4 separate regions of the Mus musculus genome follow, and all the other regions are linked to region 1. Evidence: chromatin contacts called from public Hi-C, HiChIP or PLAC-seq and promoter capture Hi-C data. All regions are on one chromosome and are shown on one strand. Each heading gives the region's core, a stretch centred on a gene start, on an enhancer-like site or on the middle of the called end of the contact. The rest is flanking DNA. Distances are from core to core; before and after follow the strand shown.

Region 1 (2,700 bases), core at 161-2,660:
GGGTGCCTCTCAGTGAAAAGCAATCCGGGTAAACTGCACACTCCAATGTTTTGTGGTGCTTATGGAAATAAGTACTGCGGACAAAGCACTTCACCGCCCTAAGCTTAGGTTCTAGCTATGTGAAACGGAGCTTTCTTCCATCCTGACCTCAATGGCTTGCTATGCACATCAAAAAGAACAGATAACTGAAAATTCTCAGCAGAAGGGTGCAGTGGTGGATCATAGTTATCTTACGTGTGCTCACCAGTAAGACTATCATGTGATGTTCTCTTTCTGGAAGATAGACCAAAATGTGATTTTTAAAGGAATTCTGGTGAAAGGAAAGAAATACCGTGTCTCCTTTAAATTGTTAAACTATACATTTCAGAGCTAAGTCTGTTGTTCCCTCGTAGCTACTGCAGCTACTAAAAGTGAAACATGAAAAAGCCTCCTACACGAACTCCCACCACCCTTCTACAGTGAAATCAGGACACCCGCACGGTAGCCCCAAATTCTATTGAACTCCTACAAAACTGCAGACATTGAGGCGTGCACCTCCTGATTCAGAAAGTGACTCCTGTAGCCCACATATCTTCAAGATAAAGGCAAATATACATCACAGATACACCAGTGTAACTGTATGTGTAAAGCCTGCAGTCACGAAAAGTGTCAGGAAAAAAAAAAAAAGATACGTTCCCAACTTACACTGTTGGCGAGGGAGACCAGAGATGATAGCTGGTTGTTGGTTTGGTTTTTGGTTTTTGGTTTTCCCCAAGAAGAAGATACAGAGACCCCCATGTCATTTTGATTGCTATGAATATGTGTTTAATTTATCCTGACCTGTCCTGAAGGGGGAGGGGAGATGAGGAAGCGACAGTGGAGGACATTATAGAACACAAAGCAAAAATAAATCAGACAAAGCAGAAAGTAGAGGTGACAAGGTAACCCATATCTGGAGCAACCCTTATCTCTACAACAGAAATTGGCTTGCGTTACCCAGCGAAAAGGGACAAGGCTTAAATGCTGCGCAGAACAGGTCTCTCCTCCCTTAGTCATTCTCCCCACCCACACCCCCCAAAAAATTTCAGACTCACCAGCCACAAAGACCCCCCATATTAAGAGCACTGCTAGGGCAGAAGTTCTCCAAAAGCAAAACATTTCGGTTTTCTGGTTTTCCGCCGCTCACTCGGTACTTTTTCTCCTCAGAGGTAAGGGAGCAGCAGTGACCATAACCCGGATCCCTCTTCTCTCGGGTTGGCTTCTGCGTGGTAGCGCACCTCTTAACCCATCCGCAGGGAGCAGCCCCGTCCTGCCTGCCAACTCCTTCCACTCGCGTGCTTTAGTCTGGCTTGGAAGAGAAGAAACTTCTCTGGGACTTGACACAGCAATGGATTTCCTGTGCAGAACCGTGAAGCAAAGACAGAGGAAGCTGACTGAGTGGGTTACTTTCAGCCCATTGGCTCTTTCTCTTCTCCTGCTGCTCACAGATAAACTGTACAGTAAGGCTCTGAACATGCCCAAGACAGATGGATGTGTCTAAACCTCCATTCAAAACTGAAGAGGGTTATCGATCGATTTTCGCCGCGTGCTTGTAAATTTCCTAACCACAATGAATTTCTGGAAAGTTCTCCAATATAATAATAATAATAATAATAATAATAATAATAATAATAATAATAGTGTGTATACCCTTCCTCAGTCTTTAATGCAGAATAAATATTTCTACTTGAAAATGCCATGGTGAGATTACTATCTAGTCTGGAACCCCACACATAATGCTGGGAGCATCAAATGCGTTTTTCTATTATTTTCTATTATTTCTATTATTACCCTAACAATCCCAAAATGAGAGGCTTAAACACAGCACTAATGCACTGCCCGGGAGTCAAAAGTCTGAACGTCATGATATGGGATTAAAATCAAGGCGTAGCCAGGCCTTTGCTTCTTCTGGAGACACGACCTTTTCCAGCACCCAGATGTCTCTGCGCTCTAGCCTGCGGCCATCGGACATCATTCTAACCTGTGTTCCATTGCCATAGCTGATCGCCTGATGATGACCCTTCTGCCTTCCTCTTACAAGGTCCTTTGCGATTAATTTGTCCAATGAGCATTGTCTGTTCATCCGAAGATCCTTAATTTAATTACATTCACATAGTCCCTTTTGCCACATCAGTGAACGTTCAGTCGCAGACCTCTGTGGGAGGCTCAGTACTGAATTTCCATTCTCTTTGACTTTCGAGGAGTTAGGTTGTTGTAGTCACAGATAACCGCCTTTGAGTTGTCATAGATCTGAGAGTCTAACTTCCCAGAAAAATTCTGTGTAATGTTACTAGTTAGTATAAACTTAGATTACAGTTGAGAAGAAGGAAAAAAAAAAAAAAAACCAAAAAACCTCTGTGGTAAGAATTTCCTACCCCTGAGCAAAATGCTCCAGGAAGAGGAAGAAAACATTGTCAACAGGAAAAAAAGATAAAACAGCACGAATTTTCAAAGTTAGCAATTCCCTCTTCCCTCTTGCCAAACATTAAACTCTATATATTACCCTCCTCCACCTCTCAAGCTTTCTCAGTGCACCATTCTGATTCAAAGGAACAAGGAGATAAGATCCTTAAGAGAAAGAAAGACTTGAAGACATGTCATTTAAATTTAAATACTGTTTTTCCATCACAAGAAGCTGTTGACACTGTAGGTTCTGAGGACAATCTGAGCAGTGCTTAATTC
Region 2 (3,033 bases), core at 75-2,574, 310 kb before region 1:
GTATCAGATAGTATTGATAAAAACTTTCCCAACAATAATATTTTATATGGCTGCACGTGTGTCATCGGAAGTAGGTTTTGGTATATTGTTTAAGAAAACCTTAAATAAAAAGAATTAAAACAGTATAAGTTTATGTTTTGAAGATTTACAGAGAAACAGGAGCTGATGTCAAACAGTAACTGATCACACACATTCATTAGCTTGTTCTTGGGAATTTGCCACTAGCCTTAGATAATTTTTGTATTTTGATGTACCAAATGATCATAACAATATTCATTCTACCTAGATGTTTTACTGAAAACACCTTTTTTTTGAAGTTGTAAGACTTGGATGATTTTGTATTTTGATGTACCAAATGATTATTGTTATTTCTGTTCTATTTCGCTGCTTCACTGAACACAGCTCTTCAGAGCTGTAGCACCTGTTTCTCTTATGTATAAAACCCTTGCTTGAGAGCTGCAAAACACACTCAGGTTCCTTTGCCTTGGGAAGAGGCAGGTTGTTCCTATGTTTGCTCCTGACTCTAAACAGATGAAACACAAGCTAATTGCTGCCCTCTGGGCATACCAAGACAGTGTCTCATAATCCCTGGAATGTAGCACGAAGTCTAAAGGAGATGAGAAATATGCAGCCTTTTCTCTATATTTGTACCCCAGACACTCTGTGAAGGCTAGTATGGGGTGTGGTATGCATTCGTGGTATGTATTCTGCCTCTGTGTTTGTTTCTGTTTGTCACCACCCAATCCTTACCCACCTGACCTCAAGAACCCACATCCCAGGAACCCCCATACCTGGCTGGGGTGGTCCGTTGCACCCCTGGACCTTTCTAGCATCTTCTTTATCATTTATAGAATTCATGAACTCAGATCTTGGCCTGGAGGTACATGCTCCTTAGTCACTTATTCATCATTGGGAGAGAGGGCTTAGCCTCTGGCAGCCTCCATTATAACATTCATACCTGAAAGGGAGCCCCAAAAGCCAGCTGCTTACTTTAATGGAAACAATTTTAAACCCCATGCTTGGTATGTTTCTAAAGCTTATGTATCTGATTGGTTTCCTGGTGCTTTTCTCTATGTTGGCAAATTCGTGCCAGATGAGTTTTTCATTTGGTTTTGGTTTTGATTTTTTTGATGGGATAACCTTTCTTTGAGGTCATAGGGCGAAGTCCTTAACTACCTATCTTGCTCTTGTTTAACCAGTATCCTTTGCCTTGGGAATAGGCAGGTTGTTCCTATGTTTGCTCCCAACTCTAAATAGATGAAACACAAGCTAATTGCTGCCCTGTGGGCATACCGAGACAGTGTCTCATACTCCCTGGAGTGTAGCACGAAGTCTAAAGGAGATGAGAAATATGCAGTCCTTTCTCTATATTTGTCCCCTAGACACCCCGTGAAGGCTAGCAAAAGTCTGTTCTGATTCTGCAAGTACTCTGTGGTATGCATTTGGGTAGTAAAATTACATTTTGCATTTGTAGTCGGTATTTCATTTTTGAAAAAAGTGAACATCTGGTTTTCCTCTATTTAGTTTTGAAGCTCTAGAACAGCTGGGCAGGGCAACTTGGCCTTGTTCTGCATCTCCGTGAGTCATAGCTGAAGCTTCCACTCCATCAGCTACTCGCCCATTGGCTCACCAGCTGCCACTCATCTCCCCACAGCTTTTCTGGTTCTGGATGAGGACAGGGTCTGGATCAGCTTTTTCAGTCCAGCCCTTGGGAGTTTCGAGAGTGCCAATATTACATGAAGATGCTCTGGTCAGCTGTTACCAAATGTGAAAGGCCCAGCCCTGAGTGGGTGGAAAGTAGAGTCTGGCTTGCACTCATTGGGGTTTTGAGTCATAGCAGATTAGTGTTTAGACAAACTGTTTTTTCTCTCTTCTCTATTTTTCTGATCTGAAACTACAGATAAAGCAAACTGTGCTGAGGCTGTGAAGACTCACTGATTTTCACCAAGGAATTGAGTTATTTGCGTCCATCTTATGAGTTCCGTAGTATTTGGAAGAGGGAGTTTGTTTGTTCCATGCCTCAGTGCTCTTGAATTCAAAAGTTCTCCATGTTTCCTAGACCACTGCAACGGTGGGAGGTTCTGACCCTGGCTCACAGGAGGACCAAGGTACAGCCCTGTCTGAAAACTCTTCATCAGGGTTACCATGGGAGCCATAGCAGCCCCTCCAGCACCCAGGTGTAGGGTTCTCTTCCTAACCCACCATGTCAGTTGGGCTATTGTGCTCAGTCTCCATTATAGCTCTCAGCTACTGGAAACAGCTCACACTCTGTAACCCAGCACTCAAGCTCCTCTGGAGTTTGTCCCTAAACTTTGAGAGCCAGCTGCTGCTATCAGAGCCTCGTGCAGCATAGCCTAGGTACACTACCTGCCATTGCTGTTTGTCCTCTGATATCCGTGGTTTCACTCTATGCATGCCAGAGTGCTGTGAGGTGGACAATGGCTCCGTGTGCTCCTTTAATGTTCCCATCACCTTTTCTCTTTGCAGATTTCAATTCCACTGGGGCCCTGATTATCCAGACCCAGGTCAAAGGTGTCTGCTGCTTTAGAGTCTCCCTTGAGCACACTTTGAACTGAGCCACTCTTGACCTCTTCCAAATTTCCAATCCCTTTCCCAGCCTTCCCTCAAGGCTCGTGCTGGTATCTTCACCTGGAAGAAGAGGTTACAGTGCCTCTTTTTCCTGTCTCCCACCTTCATGGGCAGCCATGGCTCGGCTAGTTGTCTAGGTCACCTTTCTGCTTTCCTGAGACCCTCCTAAGGAGTATGCACTTGGTAAGCCCTTTCATAAACACAGTAATAAATACTGGTAGAGAACCGTAGATTTATAGAGTGGGTCTATGGTCATTACTTAATTCCCATAAAAGGTATTCTTTTTACAACAAATAAGAAGAAAAGGAAAAATAGTTTCTCTTTAAACAATCATTTGCCTCGTTGTTACTGCATACCTTGTCTGTTGTCCTGATAAAGTCTATGGGAGAAGGAGCAATGTTCATTACTTACTGTTATATTTCTGGTAAATAACTTCCATATATT
Region 3 (3,029 bases), core at 52-2,551, 460 kb before region 1:
TTATATATTTTTTAATGAAGAAAGGAAAACTAAGAAAGGAGAAGAAACTTAACTGAGTTCATAATGTAAGTAGCAGAGGGAATAAATACTCCCACCTGATAACCAAGTTTCTGTGCGTAATAAATACCAGATTATAACATACTGGGTAGAAGAATATAATGCGAATTACAACCCCAATTGTGCTATAAAATTAAAAATATTTCCTTTGTTTCACAGAGTCCAGTCTGCAAGAGGTCCCTTAGAATTAAATAGAATTAATATTTGACTCCTCTTGTCTTTCAGAGGTGGGTAATAATAAACAAGGGCTTGAATGACTAAGAAGAAGTTCTACTCTGCTCTTGGCTAGGTGGTCTTGTGACATCAGATCATTGAATCCTAAACCTCACAGTTCCAGATTTCAAGATGACATTCCACAGGACCTCAGTGGTTCTATTTTTCAATCCAACACGAATGTGCCCAGTTGCTACACGTGTGATGGTGGAAGATAAATAACCCAAGGATCCCAAGCATTACAGACCTTGTCTTCATAAACTATGGAGAATTGTTTCCTATTTTCAGTTGGCGACCATTCACAAATCATCCTGTCCAGACAAACTAAAGCGACACTCATGATTTACTCTTCAGCCTCACATCGAGAAGCCTGCTTAGTACTCTCATAGTACACCCCACAGTATTCTCATAGTATACCCCACAGAAAGAAGGAGGCAGTCTATTTAGATTGAACATTATTTGAGTGTAACCATGGCCACAGCTATAACCACAAGTATCCAAAAGCTTTCCCACCCCAGTAAGCACTACAACATCCTGCTGACATCTGATACCAAGACATGAACGTAACAAGTCTTTTCTGTTAGCATGGCAGCCACAGAGAGTTTTGTAATAGTGACAAATCTGTACTGACACATTTATAACATCTGCTCAAATCTCTTCACTTACCATCAGGACCTGGTTTTAGGAAACTTAGCTCCAGCTATGGATCAGTTTTTGCTCTGTAGCCAGGTGAGTAGCATGTCCTAACTTCACTCACATCCTGGAGCGTTTTCAAGAAGCAAAAGGGACTCATCACTCTGAGCTATATATGCCCTGGACATGAACATCCCTCTCCACAGAGCAAGCTCAACTATCACTGACAGGAACCCCGAGGAAGAAAACCAGCTTTCTTAGTAGGTCCCTTACCATTCCTCTTAGTAGCTTTCTCACAAAGGATGCTCCAGAGGCCCAGATGGAGGATGAAGAATTCCCTAAATAACCGAGGAGTCCCAAGCATGGCAGGCACTGTCTTCATTCCCAGCACGTGTCAGGTAAGGGCAAACTTCCTCTTCCTCCCTAGAGATCTTCAGAGCTGGGTCACGTTATTCACACTAGCAGCATCTTAGGCCAAAATAAATTAATTAATTTAAATCAAATCAGGAGACCTGGTGGGAGAGGACAGTGTGAGTAGTCCGAAGGATTTGTGAGAGCAAGAGGCCCTGCTGTGGTTTTGTTTCTGATCCGACCTGCTGTTCTCTTTCAAGCCCTCTGATGTGCAAAGCAGCTGGCTCCTTGCTTCCGCTCTGCCACCATTCTTGCATAACCTTGAGGTTTTTCTCAAAGTGAACAATTAAACTTAAAAAAAAAAAGATCTAAATTGTTACAGTCTTTAGGTTTAGATTCTGATCAAATCAGGGTCAGGAAATTCATACAAAAAGTACCTATGGTAAGCATATATTTCCCCTTTTTATAGTTTGTGATTATGATACTTCATCAGTGTAATGTATCTTACAACCCTCCCCCCATGCTCCCATAAAGGCACAGTAAGATGAGAATGTTCCTTGTCATGAAACCAATGAAGACTTATCTGACGTTATGGAGAAAATGACTGACAGGGTGCATTTCATCAACAGAAGAGGGAAGGGCCTCCTTCTTCAGTCTGTAGATGCCTATCAACGGAATACATGCTTGCCGTTAGTACTAGCTACACGATCTTCCTAAATATTAAAGTTCTAAGCAAAATGAGCACTTGAGTGCCAATTAGAGGAAACTTTCATTTTCCGCATGCTTTATGTGGTTGTTGTCGAGATGAAGCAGTAAAGTAAGAAATGGAAAAAGTTCAAAATTGGATAGCTCAGGGTTGCTGAGGGGCTGTGGGCACGCAGCCCACGTTCAATCACTAGCTTATAACAACAGGAATTTGGTAATTCCAAATGGAGAGGTGGCACCTGTGCAGTTTAACTCATTGAATGAAATTGAGAAATCTTTCCCTCAGAGGCTAATGGTACCCTTCCAAGGCCAAACTCCATTTAGGGTACCTATTGCATATTTGTCCAGATAAGCCACAGTGGCTGGAATACCAACATGAGTGAACGCCGCTCCAGAATTTAAGGAACTCAGCCAATCCATGCTGATGCTCACGCACCCCTGGTACGCCAGATGATACAGGTAGTCTGCAGAGCTCCTAGAATCTGCACTGTTGACCAAGGAAGCACCCTGCTTATGGTTCATTTTATACAACTCATCCCCCTTCCTTGCTCAGAATGGGGTGCAAAACTCCTGTTGGCAGTAGAAACAAGGCTCAATGTACCTCTAAAATAGCCTAAGAGGTTTCGAAGAAAAGCCTTGAATCACCACCCATCCTAAAGCTCGAGATATCATCCAAACCACAAATAAACTCTGTCAACTCCAGACCATCATAGTTCTCTAGTGGTTCTTGTTCTCTCTCCTCCTCCCCCTCCCCCTCCTCTTCCTCCTCCTCTTCTTCCTTCTTTCGGTGTGTGTGGGTGTATGTAAATGTTTATGTAGGTGTATGAACATGCTGTGTGCTTTCTGCTGGATATATGCAGGGGTCAGACATCTTTCTCAATGATTCTGCCCCTTACTTTTATTTTTTTTTTTTTAGGACAGAGTCTCTCACTGAACCAGGAGCTCATCCATTTCGCTAGAGTAACTGGCAATGAGCTCCAGGAGTCGCCTGTCATTCACCCCAATGTACGACCATAACTGGCCTTTTATGTGGCTGCAGCGGATCTGAACACAGGTCCTCAGGCTTGCAC
Region 4 (2,872 bases), core at 35-2,534, 410 kb before region 1:
CAAAAACTAGGGTCACTGACTTTAGAAACGTTAAGTAATACCTTGCTTTCCAGTGTAATCTCCTTAACTGCTTCAGTAATTCCTGTAATACCTGTTTAGAATTCAGCAGAAAAAAAAATAACTAAAATTAAGCTGCAAACATTTCAGTTATGTGAATAAAACATTTATTTAACTGCTTATAACAACACTGAAACAGGCATATTTTGACAGATTCTTTACAAATGAACTTTTCCAAATAATCCAAAGGTACCTCCAAAAATATGCCTCAAAAACTCTAATTTAGCAACGTATCTATATCACCATGACTTGGTCCATTTTCTATTCTTCATTTGAATTTTTTCACAACACACACTACAATCAAGAGAGTATATGACTTCTGTTTACACTTTAATTAGAGCTGCATCAAAATTAGGTTTTGGTTTTGTTGACACACACTATTTGCTTCAAAAACATTGGCCATCTGAATGTAGTAAGACCATACCACACTCGTACAGACCTTTTACTTCACCAAGTATGTCTACATTTTATCCATATAATTCCATCTGTAAAAGAGAGTAACAGTTTCTCCCTATGAAGAATGAAGTTGACAGTCAGACTTTGGCTAACTATTTTAAGTGTATTACTCAGCGGTACATCCTCAGAAGTCCCTTGTCACAGAAAGGTACAGTGCAGATAAGCAGCAGCACTACACCAGAGTCCTGCATAACAATTCAATCCCAGGCACCTATCAGTTCTCAAAAGGACAGTTTAACCAGGATGGGAGACTCAGTACCTAATGTTACAACAGATTTAAAGTCCTAAATTCAAAATGCATTTAGCTCCCAATAAATGCAGCGTATTTTCTTACTCTAAAGTTGGCATGCCTTTAACAGTCCTAAACCAAAGGATTATGAGCTCACCTTCACAAATGGAAGATGGCACCCTCCAAAGACCAGCATTACAAGTCTTTATTTCATAGCAGTTTGGCTATCATCCTACAATAGATATGATCAATCAAGACGGTAAAACCCAAATCTATCCAATCAAACTAAAAATACAGAATTATTTACTGAACATAAAAAGAAACCTCATCAACCTGCCAAAATATAATAATGTAGTAGCATCCCATTACACCAACCCCCAGGCACTAGCTGGAGAAGCCTCTCTCTGCAGTGGGAAGCAGTCATGCAGAGATTCCTGATGGTCAAAGGGCTAAGACTAAGTGACTACTAGGTAGCTGCTCAGCCCTCAGTATGACTCTTTATCCCCAAGGCTTAGGGAACTTCAGGGAGGAAGTGGTAGAAAGAAAGGAGAAGCTGGTGGGTTGGGAAGGAATGCTGAGGGGTGCTGTATTCTGACATGGACAATGTACTCATGATCTCACAGCAACTCTCTGCTTATCTGCACAAGACCTACATAAGATTTAAGCCAATTAAGCTCACATCATGGATGGGGAAGGTACTCATGAGGTTCCACCCCAAGTGAGTACCACTGGTGTTGATGGCTGCTCAGGGAGGTAGATAAAGATTTGTGTTTGTTTTGCAGGCAGGCACCACTGGTGGATTGCCCAAGCTCTGGCGGTTGGTCCCACATCCATGTACATGTAGCCTACATTAATTCAACTCAGTGAAATCATTTAAAAAGAAAACAAAGGAGGGGCTGCTTAGAGGTTAAGTGCACTGATAGCTCTTCCAGAGGATGGAGGTTAGGTTCCCAGCACACGTGGTAAATAAGAACTGTTTCTAACTCCTGTTTTAGGAAATCCTATACTCTTTCTTCTGGCCTCCCCAGGCACTCCACTGTGTGCACACAATGCAAACATACATATTGATAAGACATCATACACATAAAAACAATAAGGACATGAGAACTTTTTAAAAAGGACATAAAGTGAGAGGGGTAACCAAGGATATGAACAGGGTATACTAGACATATATGTAAAATTGTCAAAAAGATAATTTTTAAAATATTCTTAATTTTAAAAGTATAGCACACCTGACAAAGCAAAAGAAAGCTCAAATGTTTATAAATAGTCACACTCCAGACTTGTGATGTTCTATTCTGTCAATCTGGTTAGTGTTGGGTTAGCTAGCTAGCTCGTCAAAAACTAGTCCAAAGGTTGCAGTGGAGGTACTTTTTAAGAGACTTTGAATAAATATTAAAACCAGTATTAAATAAAGCAAATCATCTTTCAAAAAGTAGGTAAATTGCATCCAATCAAGTAAAGGAGAGAAAAGAAAATGAAAGCCACTAAAGAACTGCCCACAGTATCAACCGCTCCTTGGTGCTCCAGCCTGTTGGGGCATGCTCTGCAAAGTTCAACTGTCATATAAACCAATTCCTTAAAATATATTATATCTACTTATATTACAGTGTAGCAGTGATCCTCAAAGAATGAGCACTGGAGAATTAAAATTTCCACAAGAGATCCTATCCTGGGAGAGAGTAGGATGTAAGTCCTGGCTATAGAGGAAGAGGGAGAGTATTCACTTAGGCCTGACAATTTATGTCCTAGCTAAATCTACATTACATTTCCTGAACTTTGTCTCATCTTTTCTGTAAAATCATAGCATCACTGAAGAGAAGGAAGAGATCTTTTCTATTTCAGGTCTAGTCACAACTGTAAATAAATCCATTTCTATGTCCTGTGGTTTTCCTCTAGCGTGACAGAAAGCTCCATTTCTCCTGTCATACCTATCCTTCCAGCACACCCCTATTGGTTCTGCACCTCTAAAGAACTGACCAATACAGAGGCTAATTAATAGGAAAAAACAACAATGAAACCTGGATGAGGTGAAGCAAGGCACTTATTGGGAGTTGGGAGTACTGCCTTATCCTGAGACACAGTTCAAAGTTTTAATTCTTTAAGTATCTCTAATAAAGATAAGAATTA

Evidence for each region. Promoter capture Hi-C pulls out the DNA fragments that hold promoters and counts their contacts. Hi-C and Micro-C count contacts between places; a contact is called where the count stands out from the background. HiChIP or PLAC-seq counts read pairs in DNA pulled down with a chosen protein or histone mark.
Region 2: a contact with region 1 is called in a Hi-C map of bone marrow-derived macrophages, with 34 read pairs. The contact joins the enhancer-like site here to the promoter of Cd200r1 in region 1. A contact is called at or near these places in 15 of 39 promoter capture datasets (the C10 cell line, the HPC-7 cell line, cranial neural crest and 11 more), 4 of 15 datasets of contacts at CTCF or cohesin (CD8 T cells, the NIH/3T3 cell line and large pre-B cells), 106 of 484 Hi-C or Micro-C datasets (the AML12 cell line, B cells, the Ba/F3 cell line and 67 more), 16 of 115 datasets of contacts at active chromatin or transcription factors (CD8 T cells, bone marrow-derived dendritic cells, bone marrow-derived macrophages and 9 more) and 4 of 9 other capture datasets (adipose tissue, bone marrow-derived macrophages, embryonic stem cells and 1 more).
Region 3: a contact with region 1 is called in a promoter capture Hi-C map of liver, with 4 times the contacts expected there. The contact joins the promoter of Btla here to the promoter of Cd200r1 in region 1. A contact is called at or near these places in 5 of 39 promoter capture datasets (hippocampal neurons, liver, neutrophils and 2 more) and 1 of 9 other capture datasets (pancreatic islet).
Region 4: a contact with region 1 is called in an H3K4me3 HiChIP or PLAC-seq map of bone marrow-derived macrophages, with 5 times the contacts expected there. The contact joins the enhancer-like site here to the promoter of Cd200r1 in region 1. A contact is called at or near these places in 10 of 39 promoter capture datasets (the C10 cell line, cranial neural crest, embryonic stem cells and 7 more), 1 of 484 Hi-C or Micro-C datasets (bone marrow-derived macrophages), 5 of 115 datasets of contacts at active chromatin or transcription factors (acute myeloid leukemia, bone marrow-derived macrophages, craniofacial prominence and 2 more) and 2 of 9 other capture datasets (embryonic stem cells and liver).

The regions. Positions count from the first base shown.
Region 1 is chr16:44,764,446-44,767,145 of GRCm38.p6, reverse strand. Cd200r1 (CD200 receptor 1) reads right to left here and starts at 1,410. Exons shown (of 7, transcript NM_021325.3): 1 at 1,074-1,410. The coding sequence starts at 1,137.
Region 2 is chr16:45,069,177-45,072,209 of GRCm38.p6, reverse strand. No RefSeq gene overlaps it. Among named protein-coding and RNA genes, the nearest start is that of Ccdc80, 23 kb to the left of the region's middle. Within about 2 kb of position 1,324, at least 72 of the 459 cell types and tissues checked have an H3K27ac peak or open chromatin away from gene starts, as enhancers often do. A contact at or near this core is called in the NIH/3T3 cell line, the STO cell line, adipose tissue and 10 more, where this site is marked.
Region 3 is chr16:45,222,609-45,225,637 of GRCm38.p6, reverse strand. It overlaps Btla (B and T lymphocyte associated), which reads right to left and starts at 1,301. Exons shown (of 6, transcript NM_001037719.2): 1 at 1,177-1,301. The coding sequence starts at 1,285.
Region 4 is chr16:45,172,468-45,175,339 of GRCm38.p6, reverse strand. Atg3 (autophagy related 3) reads right to left here. Exons shown (of 12, transcript NM_026402.3): 6 at 42-91. Among named protein-coding and RNA genes, the nearest start is that of Atg3, 15 kb to the right of the region's middle. Within about 2 kb of position 1,284, at least 11 of the 459 cell types and tissues checked have an H3K27ac peak or open chromatin away from gene starts, as enhancers often do. A contact at or near this core is called in bone marrow-derived macrophages, where this site is marked.